2 separate regions of the Ovis canadensis genome follow, and region 2 is linked to region 1. A link is a contact called in public Hi-C data. All regions are on one chromosome and are shown on one strand. Each heading gives the region's core, a stretch centred on a gene start, on an enhancer-like site or on the middle of the called end of the contact. The rest is flanking DNA. Distances are from core to core; before and after follow the strand shown. Region 1 overlaps SERTAD2 (SERTA domain containing 2). Region 2 has its middle 89 kb from the start of AFTPH.

Region 1 (3,037 bases), core at 442-2,941:
GTCCTGGAGTCTGCCATCAGGGGAGGGTAGTTCCTAGTGGGGCCCTGGGCTCCCCGGGAGCGTGTCTCACTCTACGTCCTCACCAGGCTGAAGAGGCTGGCGTCTGCTGTTCGATGAGCCGCTGGCCTGCTATGCCCGTGTCACTAGTTAACAGCTCTCAAGTGAAAGGCTCAGTCCCGGGTCTCCCCAACCACACCGTCCTGTGTGACTGCTGGTGACTACGGGCTGCTGAAGGGTCCAGCAGTGCCCATGCTAACACTAAAAACCATAAAAACGAGGCGTTCACAGTAACGCTAATGACTCAGAATGATGACTTTCCCTCACAGAGCTACCCAGTTTGAAGAAAAAAGAAGCTATGATGTGTGACGAGTGTCTTCAAGCAGGCTAGCAGAAGCTATTTCCTCATTCAGACATCCTGAGCCGCCAAACCCAAAGTTAAAGTCCTGTAAATGGAAACACGCGCACACTTTCAGTTTCTTTCGGGGGCAGTGGAAGAAGAAAGAAGTTGCCCCTGGCAAAACTACTGAGTGGGTGACAGTCTCTCCAGAGCAGGAGAGAGGCTGGCTACAAATGCCGGTGAGACAACTTCTGAAACACAGAATATTCTCATCTCTCCCCTCTGACGCCTGCCTTAGGGTATGCTTTGGGTCCTGCTCTTGAGGTGGTCCAAGTGGAGAGCCCCTGCTCCTGACCAGGATGCCTGCCACCAGCCTCCGGCGAACTCTGGGAAGAGCTCTTTTGTCAGCTGGTCACACAGCACCTCCCGGGCAGGAAGGAGAGGCCCCCTCCTTGTTCCACAGGGGAAGCCAGGTTCCCTTAGACAACTTTCTATACTGTTAAAATATTACACCTTAATAAACATCCAACATTCAGGAATCTGATAATGGCTATGCTTTTGACATCCTTCCTCCCCCAGGTAACAGCAGAAGCCACGGGGTGGGGGTTGGGGGACACGACTTAGGACACCCTGAAGGGACATGGGCGGGGGGATGCTGGCAGATCTGGGAGAGAGCTGACAGAAAGTGGGGTACTCCCAAAGCCAGTGCTCTGGGACAACCTAGAGGGATAGTGGGTAGGGAAGTGGGAGAGGGGGTTCAGGATGGGGGGAACACATATGTATACCCATGGTTGATTCATGTTGATGTATGGCAAAAAGCATCACAATATTGTAATTATCCTCCAATTAAAATAAATTAATTTTAAAAAGAAAGTGGGGTGCCTGCAAGGATCTGCCAGCGGGGGTGTTCCATGCACTGTGACCCGTGCAGTTCCCCAGTTCCTGGGGGTGAGCCTCCGGGAGGCCATGCGGGGGTCAGCACTCCCCGAGGCTGCCTGCAGACCCCAAAGCGACTGCTTCCGGCCTCCGGGAATGGCAGAAACACGGGCAAAATTCCAACAGGGAGAAAGCCTCTGAGTGTTTACTCCCAGAAGACAAGGGAGGGTGAGTAACTGAACCCCTAAAGCTGCCCCTATCGGGGAAGTTTTCTTTTTTCTTTTTCTTTTTTTAAGCCCAAGCTCATCCAGGATGAGGTCCCTGCAGTAACATCCATGCTAATTGCTAAGTAAGACAAAGCCTTCCCTAACAAATCAGCAATGTAATTATGAAGCCAGTCACTAGATCTAGCCAGTTAGGCGCGCTCGGCGCGGCTCCGAGGCTGTAACCCGACACCACTGTTTGCGGAGGCGCCTCCCCGGGCTCTCCTGGCGGCGCTCTCTGCCGCGGGTAGCGCGCGGCCGCGCATCCGCGATCAGACTCCAGTCGGACGGGTCCCGCAGCGAACAATCCCCGGGCTTTCTCGACAGCGTCTTAAAGCCTGGAGACAAACCGAAATTCGGCCAGGAAGTCAACCTCGAAGTCAACAGCTTTTACTGTTTGGGGATGTAAGAAACTCTTGCCTTCCCTCCTAGGACTTTTATCTACTTCTATGAAATTGCAGACGGTTTCTGACTGGTTTGTCAAACATAACCTTTCCTCTTGGAAAAAGAAAAGGACATTTTCAAATGTTGATAACTGCATTTAGCAAACAAATCCTGCGAGATAATATTTCAAGTGAATATTTCTTAGGAATAAATTATGGCCTTGTTAATAAACATTGTAAAGAAACAGGTTTTTTAGACTGTAACTGTTAAGTAATAGAAAATATTTCTAATATCCTGTCTTACTGGTTCCTCAGCCAGCTGGGAACTTTAGGTTTTAGACCTAACTCTTAGGAAGCTAGGGACATCAGTCACCTTCCAAAGATACTGAGGATGTTTACAATCCTTAGTTTACGTAACAATTTTGACTAAAAGCACTGCACACCTAAAGCAAAAGACTGAGCCGAATTATACAGTTTCTAAATTTAAGATAAGCAAAAAAAAAAAAGATTCTAAGCCTGGAATAGGCTTTAAAATACTCTAGAAAAAAAAAGACCATGAAGATGAAACAAGACTGACAAAATATTGATGACTGTTAAAGCCCAATGATGAGCACAAGGGGATGCACTGTACTCTATTTTTGAGTGTGTTTGGAATTTTCCATAAGAAAAAGGTAAAACATGTACACACACATCAATACATATTTTTTAAATTCTACAAATTTAGAAAAAGTCAAACAAACACAATGAACTATTTACACCCTCAGTGAGAACTATGATATTAACTTGATAGGCTATTTTACTCAGAAAACGCTATAAATGCTCTTTGTAAACAAGCATGCCCACTACAAGTTGGAGCTCCTCTTGAGCTTTGAAAGAGTATCACATCTAACCACAAGGGGGCGCAGGAGAGCAACAGGCACTCCTGAATTCTGATTATTCACCACAATTTCTATCTACAGATCTCAAAGTATACACATTTCCAAGACTGTTCCCTAATTCAGGTCTCCATAGGACACTGCTTGGCAAGCCAAGAGCCCTGCCAAGACCACACTATATTATGCTATGGTTCAAAATCTGGAAATATTGTATAAAGAAAAGGTTGTTGTCTGTATATAAGTAACACTGATGTTTCAAAATCCATGACTAAAATCCCTGGAGGATTCCTGAAGCAAGAACAC
Region 2 (3,106 bases), core at 381-2,880, 36 kb before region 1:
GCTGATCTGGGAAAAATTGAAGGCAGGAGGAGAAGGGGACGACAGAGGATGGGATGGTTGAATAGCATCACTGACTTGATGGACATGAGTTTGAGCAAGCTCTGGGAATTGGTGATGGACAAGGAAGCCTGGCGTGTTACAGTCCTTGGGGTCACAAAGAGTTGGACAAGACTGAGTGACTGAACTGAACTGAAGAAAAATATGCATATGAAATACTGTCTAGATGTATATATTTCATAGGTTCATACATCTTTAAGAGGCATTTCTGCCACTTGCAACCAGACCGTCTTATATACTGCTCTGAAACATCTGGACATTTTGTGGGAGCTTTCCTTCCTGCAGAGGGGAGCAGGAGTGGGTTGGGGAGGACGTGAAGGCCTTGAGGTTAATGTGCTGGAAGCTGCCTCTGAGCTTGTAAATTAAGAACTAGCATCTTTGAACCCACTGAGTAAATCTACAGGAAGATAGATTTAAGCTGAAAATAATGTCATTTCCACACAGTCTTAGGAGCATATGTGTGCAGCCTCAAAGCTAAAAGCTACTAGACATTTTGCTCCGGAGCTCTCAGCCTGGTGACAGCGGTGTGCCCAGACCGGGTCTCCCCAGGGTCCAGCAGGGCAGGTGCAGGGGACATGGCCAAGCAAAGCTTCAGCCTCAGGTGTGAGGTACAGTAAGGACTGCCTCTGGCCCAGCTGGCTCTTCCAGTTCAGCCTGCACGTTCCTTCCTGTTCCTTCCCTCATCCTCTGGCAAACAGTGGCTGCAAACCAGCACCCAGAGAGCCAGGGGATTCCCACGGGGGCCTTCCCTGGGGTAGGGGCTCTGCCAGTCTACTCTTGGAAGCCAAGAAGAGTGGGAGGAGGGGTGGAGGGGGGGTGGAGGGGGGGCAAGCTGGCCAAGGTACCTAAGGGGCCCCTTGGGCCTCCTCTCCTCCACCACCTTCCAGCTCCCCAGGGCTTCAACCCTCTTCTCCCTACACCCACCCCCTCCCACCACCTGCCACTCACAGGTCGAGGTGGACAGGTAGCTCTCTCGAGGGGGACGGAAGTTCAGAAACTACCCCTTCCAACCCAGTTGCTTTACACAAGGAGAAACTGGGACCAGGGAAGTGAAGTGGGCTGTTAAAGGCCGCATGGCTATGAGAAGGCGCTCCGGAGACAGAACCTGGGGCTCTAGACGGTGGCTCTCTGTGCGGGGGCGGGCAGACGGGCCATCGGGGCTGGACGTGGAGCGGTCTCTCTTTCCCTCCCTCCGTGAGCTGGAGGGGAGCCCAGCACTAGCGACAGGCAGCCACGGAGGTGGACGGGTTTGAGAGGCAGGGGCCCGGGCAGTCTGGACGGTCAGGAGGGACGCCGCAGTTGCGTCCTCCGTGGCGCCTTTGTCTTCCTGCGGCGCGGTGGGCGCGGAGGCCGGGGAAGCCGCGCGGGGCGCCCCGGAGCTGCCCCGGGGCCCGGGGAGGGAGGCCCGGCCGCCGCGCCCTGGGTGGCCGGAGAGGCCCCCCGCCGCCCAGGCGCCCGCCGCCCCCGTGTCACCCGGCCCAAGTCGCCGCGCCGCCGCCCGCGGTTCCGGCCTCCTCCGCCGCTTCCCTTCCCAGGGGCCCTGGGGCGAGAGCCTGGCCCGCCTCCCTGGGGCGCGCCCCTGGGTCCCTCCCTCCGAGCTCCCGGGCGGCCGTCCTCTCAAGTGTGGCCCCGGGACCAGCAGCATCGGCCTCCCCCGCCCTCGGAGCTTGAACTTGCAAAGGCAGACTCCCGGGCCAGCACTGGTCTCTGGACCCCGCGCGCTGTGTTCGCGGGCCCTGCCGTTGACCCGCACGGTCGCGAAGTCTGAGACCCGCGGCTCTGGAGCAGGGACACCGCCCCGTCCAGCTCGGAGGGAGGGCAGACCCTCCCTCCTTGAGGCAGCGATCCTGTCTCCCTGTCTCGGAGCCCTCAGGTAGCCGGCTGTTTCTCGCAGCCATCGGCCTCTGCTGAGTAGTGACTGGTGAGGGAGGGGGAAGACCTGTTCCCATAGGCAGACCTGGATTTCCGTACTAAAAATTGTCTTTCCTGGATGATGACCCGGAGTGACTTGGAAATTGACACGAATTATTTCAAAGAATTGATCCCCTTAGCGTCTTTTTAGATTAAATCCCAAGTTGTTCACAGTGGAGGTGGAAAAAGCACTCCGGCTGTCTTGTCCCTGGCCTCTGAGATGCTCACAGCCCCTGGAGGCTCATATATCCAGCCCTGTGCTAGAGAACCAGGACCATTGCTTTATGGATGTCATTTATAAACTGAATGAAAACCCATCCAAGAAATTGTGGAACACTTTTGAAGATACTGATCTAAAGGCTCACTAAAGATTATTCTCATTTCATAAGGAGAACTACTTTCCTGACCTTGAAAACTGTGGGAAAAGGAAAAAGCTATAGTCATATTTTATCTGTTTCCCCCAGAATATTCCTTAATATGTTTACATAATGTCTTCAGTAAAATTAAAAACATGCATACCTTTGGGCCCAACCCCTGAGGCCCAGGTCTCAGCTGTTAATATAGTGACGAAGTTGAGCCTAGGGGCCATGGCTCAGTGGGGCTGTCTCCATCTACAAATCCATTTGCAGTCATGACTTCTGAGTCCTTAACCCAAAGGAGTACAGGTGAGAATGGGGGGAAACTCGGGCATAGATTGGCCAGCTCTCTCAGGTTCCATCTCACAGGACCCTCCGCCCTGCTTCTGACCATTTGAAAAAGCAAGGGGAGCTGAAATTAAGAAGGTGGACCCTGGGGGACTGGGCCCTCCAGCTGGTAGTTAAGTAAATCTGGGTGAGTGGTGTTGGGAGAGGGTTTGATAGAGCAAGGGTTTGTTCAGAGCTAACTGTGATGTGTCAGGAGCCTTGGAAATATCCTTTCTCTTTGTCCCAACAATTCCATTTCAGGCATTTCTCCTATAGGAATAATCAAATAGGCTGTAAAGGAATTACAACAATATGGGAGTGCTTTAAACAGGAAGGGCACAATCACATGAGAGAACAATCTACAGCCATCAAAAATACCATTTTCAAAGAATTTCTAATATCATGGGAATTGTTCATGAGGTAAAAAAAAGCATCATAGAAAATGGCATTGGAAG

The links. Hi-C and Micro-C count contacts between places; a contact is called where the count stands out from the background.
Region 2: a Hi-C map of fibroblasts shows a contact between it and region 1, with 2.3 times the contacts expected there. The contact joins two enhancer-like sites. A contact is called at or near these places in 2 of 2 Hi-C or Micro-C datasets (fibroblasts and lung).

Annotation. Positions count from the first base shown.
Region 1 is chr3:43,734,000-43,737,036 of ARS-UI_OviCan_v2, reverse strand. All of the region lies in intron 1 of SERTAD2 (SERTA domain containing 2), which reads right to left. Among named protein-coding and RNA genes, the nearest start is that of SERTAD2, 99 kb to the right of the region's middle. Within about 2 kb of position 1,691, the one cell type or tissue checked has open chromatin away from gene starts, as enhancers often do. A contact at or near this core is called in fibroblasts, where this site is marked.
Region 2 is chr3:43,769,460-43,772,565 of ARS-UI_OviCan_v2, reverse strand. No RefSeq gene overlaps it. Among named protein-coding and RNA genes, the nearest start is that of AFTPH, 89 kb to the left of the region's middle. Within about 2 kb of position 1,630, the one cell type or tissue checked has open chromatin away from gene starts, as enhancers often do. A contact at or near this core is called in fibroblasts, where this site is marked.